Regions from separate parts of the Pan troglodytes genome. Here region 1 is linked to region 2. A link is a contact called in public Hi-C data. All regions are on one chromosome and are shown on one strand. The core of a region is the stretch at or near the end of the contact, and the rest is flanking DNA. Distances in the headings are between cores, read along the strand shown. Region 1 overlaps CDYL (chromodomain Y like). Region 2 has its middle 170 kb from the start of ECI2.

Region 1 (4,822 bases), core at 1,993-4,492, 620 kb after region 2:
TTTAAAGATACTTTAATATATTTGTATAGTATGTACAAAGCGGTTTTTATTCATTTTTGTTAAGTTGGTATGAAAGCAGGGGAGACACTGTTTCAGTGATGAGGCCAAGCAGTTACTACTGTCTACATTTAGTTAATTACACTTAATATGCAGTTGGTGCAGGTTCATTTTTACCCATATATTTACTGGTCTGATACTCTTTATTCCTTTGAATGTATTCAGGCTTCTGTCTGGTATTATTTTCCTTCTGCCTGAAGAACATTTTTTAACATTCCTTACAGTGCAGACCTGCTGGTACAAACTCTCTCAGCTTTTATCTAGAAAAGTGTTTGTTTCTCCTCTGTTTTTGAAGGACATTTATGCTGCATTTGTGCTGTGTATATAGGTTGGCTTTTTTTTTTCTTCATACACTTCAAAGGTGCCATTCCATTTTCTTCTGTGTTGTATACTTTCTGAATGTAAGTATTGAGTTGATCTGTTATTCTATCTGTAATCTTTTTGTTCTCATGTTATGAGCAGATGATAATAGGCCTTAGTTTGGGGTTTGTGTGTATTTATCATAGTTAGTATTTTTTAAGCTTCTTGAATCTGTCAGCTTCTGGTTTTTATCAAATATGGAAAACTTTCCACTATTATTTCTGCAAATGTTTTACTTACACACACACACACACACATACATACACACCCCTTCTCTGAGACTCAAATTACACATATGCTAGACTGCTTAATATTGTCCTACAGGGCACTCAGGTTCATCGTTTTTTCTGTTTCTCCTCCTGTCATACTGTGTTTTGGACATAGCCTATTGCTGTGCCTTCAGGTTCTCTGATCTTTTTAGTATCTAATTGGTTCAACACATTCAATGAAATTTTTATTCCTAGTCTTTCATTTCTGCATTATGTTCATGTTTTTCTTTAAATCCTTGAGCACATTGAGATTATAACAGTTTTGAAGATGTTCTTTTCTCGTAATACCATCATCTCTCATTTTTCGTCTTTATTAACTGATTTTATCTTAGTCACTGGTCCTATTTTCCCACTTCTTTGCTTATCTAGTAATGGTTGGTTGATGAACATTGTGTTTTACATTTTGGGGTGCTGGATTTTGTTGTATGCTTTTTTAAAGTGTTAGATTTGTTCTGGCAGGAAATTGTTAGTTGTATATCAGTTTGATCCTTTCACAGCTTACTTTGAAGCTTTGTTAGTGAAATTTTAAGTATTCTTTATTCTAGAGCTAGATTAGTTCCACTGCTGATATGTGCCTGATCTGGGGTCTCTCTACTGAATGCCTCATGTATTTGATGAGATCTCTGCTCTGGCTGATGAGGACTTCCGGCCCTAGGCAGACTTGAGATTATTCAGTTTATAGGTCTCTGGTAATTGTTCTTTCCTCAAAAGTTGTTCACTGCCCAGCCTTGTGGAATTTCTCCCTGTGCATGCTCAGATTGGTTCAGCAAAGACTCAAAGGGATCCCCTAGGCTCTCTGGAACTTTTTATCTATGTAGCTTCCTCTTTTTCCATATCATGTCTCACAAATTACAGCCTCCTGGGCCTCCCCCAAGTCATCTGTTCTAAGACAGCATTTTTGCCAGCTATGTCTGGGTTTCCCATCCCTGCACCTGCATTGTGGCAGCTGCTTTCGGTGGAAAGGCGGGTGGACTGTTAGGCTCACCATGTTTGTCTCCTTTCGCTCTGGGAACATTGCCCTGCACAGCCTGTGGTCCAGTGCCTGCAAACAGTTGTTATGTGTATTTTATTCAGTTTCCTAGCTATCAGTGGCAGGTGAAGAAGTACAGACGCTGTTCTCTTTAGGTGGGAAGAGGGTGTCACAAGTCATTGTTAGAGACTTGCAGTTTTTGAAGCAGTGATATTTAACAGATTTGCCATGTGTATTTGAGGATATCCTTTTTGCTCTTGAACATATTAAAAGAAAATCAATTACTGCAAGAGATACTAAAATAGGTTTCTTTCCTAGTCGAATGTTATGTTAATAAATCCTAGGAAAGCCTTGGTACTCTGAATCCAAATCCGTAAGGAACTCTCAGTTCACAGAGGCAACTTGTACTCCTGTGTCAACGATGAGAGTCATCGTTCCAGGGGAGTCGCACTAATTTCCACAGTTTGGGGTGAGGGGGGCGGTTTTTTCCTGAATCTCAGTGTTTACCATTTGTTTAGTCATTAGCAGCTACTTCTGCTCTGAAGTGTGGAGCTTACCATCCCTGGCTTGGGTTGAGGTAATGAGCTGTGTGACACTTGGCCAGTCACTTAGCTACTTGTCTCTAAATTGAGGGATCTGGACTAAAGAGACTTGAAGACCCTTTCCATGAGTTCACTGAGTAAACATGTACTGAGTGTTGTATGCACTGGGGATGGGTGGATAAGACAGGCGAGGACCCTGCTCTTACACAGCTTGGTGGAGTACATCGATGATACTGTAAATAAAAATACAATGAGAAAGAAATAACTTTCATGGGTGCTTTGAAGGAAACAAACCAGGGTGATATGAAGTGCTGATGGGAGGGACCAGCATTAGGATGGGAGGCCCAAGAAGGCTTGTCTGAGATGCTGAAATTTGAGCTGCCGTCCAGATGAGCAGAAGAAACTGGCCATTTGAATTCCAGGTCATAGGCGTTCTAGGCAGAGGGAAGAACACATGCAAAGGTCCTGAGATGGGCACAACCCTGGGTGGCATGAGAACCCCGGGTGATGTGAGAACACTGTGGCATGATTGTCTTGAGTAGGGGGCATATGTGATGATCAGGGTCCTAGTCAGTGCGGGCAGCCTGTGACTCCAAGATTCGATCCTGCTGTGAATACTTCTCTACCTAAATAGTGCAAAGTTCAGTGTCACATGCCCTACTCAGATGAGTAACAGGGAGTGCCAGGAATTACATTGGGGTGGGGTGTGGTCGCTGAAGCTCCAACAAGATCACAGAGTCTGAAATGAGCAGGGACCTCACTGGCACGAGGAGCCAACACAGTTTTAACTCAGGAGTCTGAAGGCCAAGTTCAGTAGTCTTGGTCAGCGTGAGCCAAAATGAATCCATTTTTAAGTTAGCAGAACCACGGATAGTTCGTAGGCACTGTCGCCTCAAAGAAAATGCTGAAGCTGTTTCTGAGACTCACGTAAAAAGGCTGCATGGACTCCATGGCCTGGAAATGTTGCTTCGGTGGAAGGAAGCCACCAGGAAAACTGCTGGGAGAGTTTAAGGAATGTGTGACCTTTACGTAGAGAAAGGAAAGACACAGTGAAAGCAAGAGCATTCCAGAGGTGGGGAGAGCGGACCTGAAGCCAGCCAGCTTTGCCCTGGTGGGAGGCAGGTTTCTTAGCCATTTGGGCTGCCTTAACAAAATACCATCAACTGGGTGGCTTGTAAATACACAACAGAATTATTGTGTTAATTATCCTTATAATTCTGGAGAGAACCCTAAGATCAGGGTGCCAGCAGGTTCAGGGTCTGCTGAGGGCTCACTTCCTGGTTCACAAATAGCACCTTTTTGCTGCATCGTCACAGGGCAGAAGAGCCAGGGGGTGTCGGCCCTCATTTATAAGGGCACTCATCCCATTCATGAGGGCCTCACCCCCATGACCTAATCACCCCCCAAAGGCCCCACCTCCTCAGACCATCACCTTGTGGGTGAGGATTTCCCCACGGGAATTTGGGTGAGACACAGGCATTTGGGCCATGGCACCAAGCCTTCCCTGTGTTGCCAGGATGCTGCTTTTTGTGCTTGGATATAGCAGCAATTGAAAAATCCAGCTCGGGTTGAGGAACTCTTAAAGACCCAGGAGCTCTCACTTGGCATTACCAGCTGCTGGCATGTGTAGTCCGAAGGAACCCCCTTCTTCTGAGAATGCCCAGAGTCTCCACGTCTGTCTCCTGTCCCAACATGCCAGCACCGTGTCACGTAGCCTCTGCCTGCCTCTGCACAGCATTGTTCCTGGTGTGGTCTCTTTTTAGGCAGGGAAATCGTTGCTGTCGGCTGTCACCTAAGTGGCAATGTCATCTCACCTGCACTTTTAACAACTCCTGCTGTGCCTACGTGTGTTTTTATTGATCGATTTTTAGTTGTCTTTCATTGTGTCCTGTGGTCTGGCTTCCACTCTTCACGCCATAGTGAAGCATTGCCCATGCTTACGAGTGGCCTCTCATTTCTCCCTGCGTCACCTCTTCTGCATTCTCCTCCACCTCTGTAACACCTGCCCCTGCAGACACAGCCTCACTGCTGTGGCCTGCTCTCCTTCCTTTGAGGAAACCAGTTATTATTGCCTTCCTGCTTCTCTGCTGCCTCCTGGCTCTGCCTGTGCCCCTCCCCAGCACTTCCCAGCTGGCTTCAGCAGGCTCACTCTCTGTCTCAGTCTTCCCCTGGGAGCTCATACTGTCAGTTCAGCCATTTCTGGCACCAACCCCAAGTACCTCTCTCCAACCCTGACTTCCCTCCCCTGATCTAGATGTGCACTTTGGGCTATGCGCATCTCCACCTGGATGCTCATCCTGGAGGAGCAAGCATCTCTCCCTCGCCTCCTCCCTCAGCAACTCCAGGCTGCCCTGTGGAAGCCCCTCTTCCGCTCCCCCAGGCTCACATGTTCAGAGTCATCCAGCATCCATTTCTCTAGACTCAGAAGGTTCCTGGCCATGTGGACTCTGGGTCCCAGTTGAATGGGTTGAAGAATGATGGACAGAGGGAGAGGTGAAGACAGCAAGTGCAGACAGGTGAGGCCGTGACGGGACTGAGACTGGAGGAACAGATTAGAGAGGGTTCCTGAGGGGAGACGAGATTGTCAAACGTTTTTAAACAAAGATGGGAGAAGGATCTGGTAG
Region 2 (4,969 bases), core at 2,351-4,850:
GAGAAAATGTCCCCAAATCATGGAGCCACCACATGCCCATCCCTGCAGCTGGAGATATAGCCTGGTGGCCCCGCCCCCAGTGAGCCAGTTCTCAAGTCAGCCAACACATCATGCACTGCACCCCTAGCCAGGGAAACAACCCAGCAGTCCTGCCCCCATGTGCACATGCATGCCCCTTGCCTATAAGCCAATTTGGTAAGCCCACCTCTGGCTAAGCCACAACACTGCCACCACAAACTCCTATAGCCTAGGTCACTGAGGCACTCGCAAGCATCACTAACATAAATTATAGCTGAAGACACTGCATGAACATTGCACTACCCTGTCTTTCCAGAACCAAAATCAGTGTGCCTTCCCCAGCCAGTACCCTAGGATCTAGCTACAGGAATAAGTCTTTATGAAAGCTATTTTATAAAACTGAAAGAGGCAACTATTCCATTAGATGAGCAGATATCAACATAGGGACACAATAAACATGAAAAAGCAAGGAAACAGGACACCTCAAAGAAGCATAATAATTCTCTAGGAACAGAGTCCTAAAGAAATGAAAATGTACAAAATGCCAGAGAAGTATTAATAATTGAAAATAATAATCTTAAGGGATCAATGAGATACAGGAAAATACAGATAGACAATTCAAAGAAATCAGGAAAATTAATGATTTGAATAAGAAATTCAACAAAGAGATATAAAATACCAAACAGAAATCTTGGAGCTGAAGAATTTCATGAGGGAAATAAACAATGAAATTAAGAGCTAAGACGAAATCAAGCAGAAAAAAAGAATTTCTAAATGTGAAGACAGGTCTTTTGAAATAACCAAGGCAGAAAAGACAGAGAGAAAAAAGAATTTACAGGACGTATGGGACACCATAAAGCAAACAGATATTCACATTATGGTAGTTTAAGAAGGAGAAGAGATAAGAAAGGACATAGAAAGCCTATTTAATTTAATAAAACAATATCTGAAGAGAATCTCAAATCTTGGGAGATACATGAGCATCCAGGTTCACGAAGTTTAAAAGTTTCTAAATGTATTCAATTCAAAAAGTTTCACCCTGGGGCACATTATAGTAAAATTGTCAAAAGTTAAAGACAAAGAAAAATTCTAAAAACAGAAAGAGAAATGCATCAAGTCACATATAAGGAAATGCCCACTAGACTAACAGATTTCTTAGCGGAAACCTTACAGGCAGAGAGAGAATGGCATGATATAGTCAAAGTGCTGAAAGAGAAAAAGACTTACAACCAAGAATTCATACCCAGAAAAACTATCCTTCAAAAATGAAGGGAGAAATAAAGTCTTTTCCAGACAAACAAAAATGGAATTCATTACCACTAGACTGGTCTTACAAGAAACACTAGGGAGACCTATATCTGGAAGCAAAAGAATGATATCTACCATCATGAAAACACATGAATGTGTAAAACTCACTGGCAGAACAGAGACATAAAGAAGAAAGAAAAAGTAGTTAAAATGCATCACTACAGAAAACCACCAAAATGCAAAGATAAACAATAACAGAGGAAGAAAGAAACAAAAAATATGCAAATGCATCAAAATACAAATAACAAACAGAGTAAGTTCTCACATACCAATAATAACCTTTAATCTAAATAGATCACATTCTTCAATTAAAATATATAGACTGGCTAAATAAATTTTTAGAAAAATGAGACCCACCTCTCTGCTGCAAATCAGTAGTGATTCTATACATTAACAACGAGCTAGCTGAAAAAGAAATCAAGAAAGCAATCCAATTTATAATAGCAAAGAAAAAAATACTGAGAAATAAATTTAACCACAGTAGTGAAAGACTTCCACAAGAGAAACAATAAAATATTGATGAAAAAAATCGAACACAATAAAACAAAATAGAAGGACATTCCATGTTCATGGATTGAAATAATTAATATTGTTATAATGACCAGGCTACCCAAAACAATGTACAGATTCAATTCAATCCCTATCAAAATGCCAATGACATTCATTACAGAAACAGAAAAAGTAATCCTAAAATTTGTTTGGAATCACAAAATACTCCAGGTAACCAAAGCAATCTGAGCAAAAAGAGCAAAGGTGGAGGGATCACACTACCTGACTTCAAAATATACTACAAAGTTATACTAACTGAAACAGCACAGTAATGAAATAAAAACAGACACATAGACCAATGGTAAAGAATAGAGGACCCAGAAATAAATGCAAAACAATTGTTTGGTGGTCTATCTTTTAGCAGGTTGATGTAGGTATTATTGTTTTTAATAGATTTCTTACTGGAGTTATGAGTAGATTGCACAACACAATTACAGTATTAGAGTATTCTGGGTTTGTCATGTACTTAATTTTACCAGTGGGTTTTATATCTTTACACTTTTTTGTTTGTTTGTTTTTGCATGTTAGTATTTTTTTCTTTCAGTTTGAAGAGCTCTCTTTAGCATTTTTTGTCAGATGGGTCTGGTGACAAATTCTCACAGCTTTTGTTGTTTGGGAAAGACTTCTCTGCTTCATATTAGAAGGATAGCTCTGTTGGATATAGTATTCTTGGATGACAGTCTTTTTTTTTCTTTCAGAAGTTTGAAAATGTCATTCTACTCCCTCCTGGCCTGTAGGATTTCCATTGAAAGGTCTGTTGGCTGATCAATTGGAGCTCCTTTATATGTTATTTGCTTCTTTTCTCTTGCTGCTTTTAAGATTCTCTACTTATTTTTTATTCTTGAACATTTGATTAGGGGTAGAACATTTTATTCTAGGGGTAGTCTCATTTGAGTTGAATCTGCCTGGTGTTTTCTGACCTTTCTGTACCTGGTTATTTATTTTTCCTCAAGTGTTAAAAGTTTTGTTATTATGCCTTTGAATAAACCTTCTATCCCTTGTTCTTACTCAACTCTGTTTTGATCACCATTAATTCTTAAATTTTGTTTTTTAAGGTAATTTTTTTATATCTTTTAGGTGATCTTTGTTTCTTTTCATTTTTTTTCTTTTCTGTGCATTTTCAAAAAGCCTATCTTCAACTTAACTGATTCTTTCCTCTGCTTGATATCACCGTTCTGCTGTTGAGAGTCTGTTGCATTTTTTAATTCAGCAAATGTATTTCTCAGTTCCATGATTTCTGTTTGATTTTTTAATTATTTCAATCTTTTTGTTACATTTCTCTGATAAATTTCTCAATTGCTTTTCTGTGTTATCTTAGAGATTTCTGAGTATTCTTAAAACTGCTATTTTCAGTTTTTGATCTGAGAGCATACATATTGCAGTTTCATTAGGGTCAGTTACTGGTTTATTGTTTTGTTCATTTGGGGAGGTCATGGTTCCCCATTTGCTGTTGTTTTTTGTAGATGTACATTTACATCTTTGCATTGAAGGATTATTTATTTCAGTCTTCTCTGCCTGGATTGTTTTGGGTTTTATTGGATAAGTTTTCCTAGAAATTCTTTGTAATTTAATTGTAGATTATCTTTTTTTTCCCCCAATGATGTTATTGCCTCTTTTTTGGCACTAGATGGTGCCTTAAGCCCAGGGTTGCCTCAGTTGTAGTAAACAACCAGAGTGCTGCCCATTCCAAATGGGAGAGATCTCAAAGGGGACATCCTGGTAGTGTGGGAAGGCTGGCTAGGAGTTTATGCCCAGGGGACCTGTGGAACAAACCTTCCACAGTGTAGTGCTGCTGGACAGCCACGCTAATTTGGCATTTCCTTTGGCCTAGTTACATAGTAAAGCTTCAGGGTCTGGGAATGGTAATACCCCCCCACCTTTGTCACTGGCTGTAATCAGGGTTATTTCTCCTTTCAGGCACTCCTGATGCTTCCCATGGGTTGAGACAGGGACTGTTGTAGTAGGGAGCCCAAGTTGGTAAAGAAGCTGGTTGTGCACCTCGGTCTCACTTTTTCCAGTGTAGAAACTGTGAGTCAGGGAGAAATTTTTCTCATGCTTGGTGCTGTGCCAGGCAGACTTGGAGGGAGGGGTGTCATGGATACGGTAGTCCTTTTACTATCTGCCCCGAGTGATTTCACAGCTCTGTTGCCCTGGGAACTGTCTCATTCTGATATTTGAGTTCTGGGATATTGCTGGCAATAATCTCAGTACTGTGTATTTGTTTTTGGTTTTTGTGGGGAGAGTGAAACCAGCTTGCTTTTACTCTGCCATTTTGAAATCAAAAGTCCTATTATACTATCTTGATTACTTTAGTAGTGTTATTAATCCAACTTTATTCTTTTTGTTCAAAAATTGTTTTAGCTATCCTAATTCCTTTTCCTTTTCACCTGAAATTTAGAATCAGCATGTGTACATATATGGCTGAACTTTTTATTGGAATTGCAGTAAATTTATAGATGTGTTTGGGGAAAATTTTCATTCTTACTATGTTGAGTTTTCCAATCAATGAACATTGTGTATCTCTGCTTTTATCTAGATCTTTGATTTCTTTGATTTCTTTCATCTGTTTCATAGTTTTCAGCATATAGATCCTGTGAACAATCATAAATGCTGTTTTTTTAACATTCAGTTTCAAATTATAATTCCTAGTATATAGAAATGATTGATTTTTGTAAACAATTATTTGTCAGTAAAAATATCTTAAGTGACTTTTCTTTATAGACTGTTTCTGAAGGATTCTACTTTATGTTCATGGAAATTACACTCTTTTAACCCTGAGATTTTATAGGTTGGTGAAGTATATAATTAAATTGCGTAATCATTATAATATGTACAGGTGGCAGAAACAGGTTGGGAACAAACCCAATCAACTCTTGGTAAGCATACAAATAAAATAGGAAGAGCAAAAGTATATCAGTGTATCACAGTAGACTACTGGGCTATAGGGATTCAGCATGGTCATGAAAAAATAGAGTAAACAGAAGGTCAGTCAGTTAATCTGGAGAGTCAGCTAAGCGAAGGTCATTTAAGAGAGCTTCTACTGAAAGATCTACACAAAAGAGACAAGAAGGCAATAGAAAGGCCCAGTTCCTAT

Evidence for each region. Hi-C and Micro-C count contacts between places; a contact is called where the count stands out from the background.
Region 1: a Hi-C map of stem cell-derived neural progenitor cells shows a contact between it and region 2, with 4 times the contacts expected there. The contact joins two enhancer-like sites. A contact is called at or near these places in 3 of 7 Hi-C or Micro-C datasets (blood, induced pluripotent stem cells and stem cell-derived neural progenitor cells).

What each region holds. Positions count from the first base shown.
Region 1 is chr5:10,884,564-10,889,385 of NHGRI_mPanTro3-v2.0_pri, forward strand. The region is part of intron 2 of CDYL (chromodomain Y like); the gene reads left to right. Among named protein-coding and RNA genes, the nearest start is that of RPP40, 72 kb to the right of the region's middle. Within about 2 kb of position 3,243, at least 5 of the 24 cell types and tissues checked have an H3K27ac peak or open chromatin away from gene starts, as enhancers often do. A contact at or near this core is called in stem cell-derived neural progenitor cells, where this site is marked.
Region 2 is chr5:10,259,286-10,264,254 of NHGRI_mPanTro3-v2.0_pri, forward strand. No RefSeq gene overlaps it. Among named protein-coding and RNA genes, the nearest start is that of ECI2, 170 kb to the left of the region's middle. Within about 2 kb of position 3,601, at least 2 of the 24 cell types and tissues checked have an H3K27ac peak or open chromatin away from gene starts, as enhancers often do. A contact at or near this core is called in stem cell-derived neural progenitor cells, where this site is marked.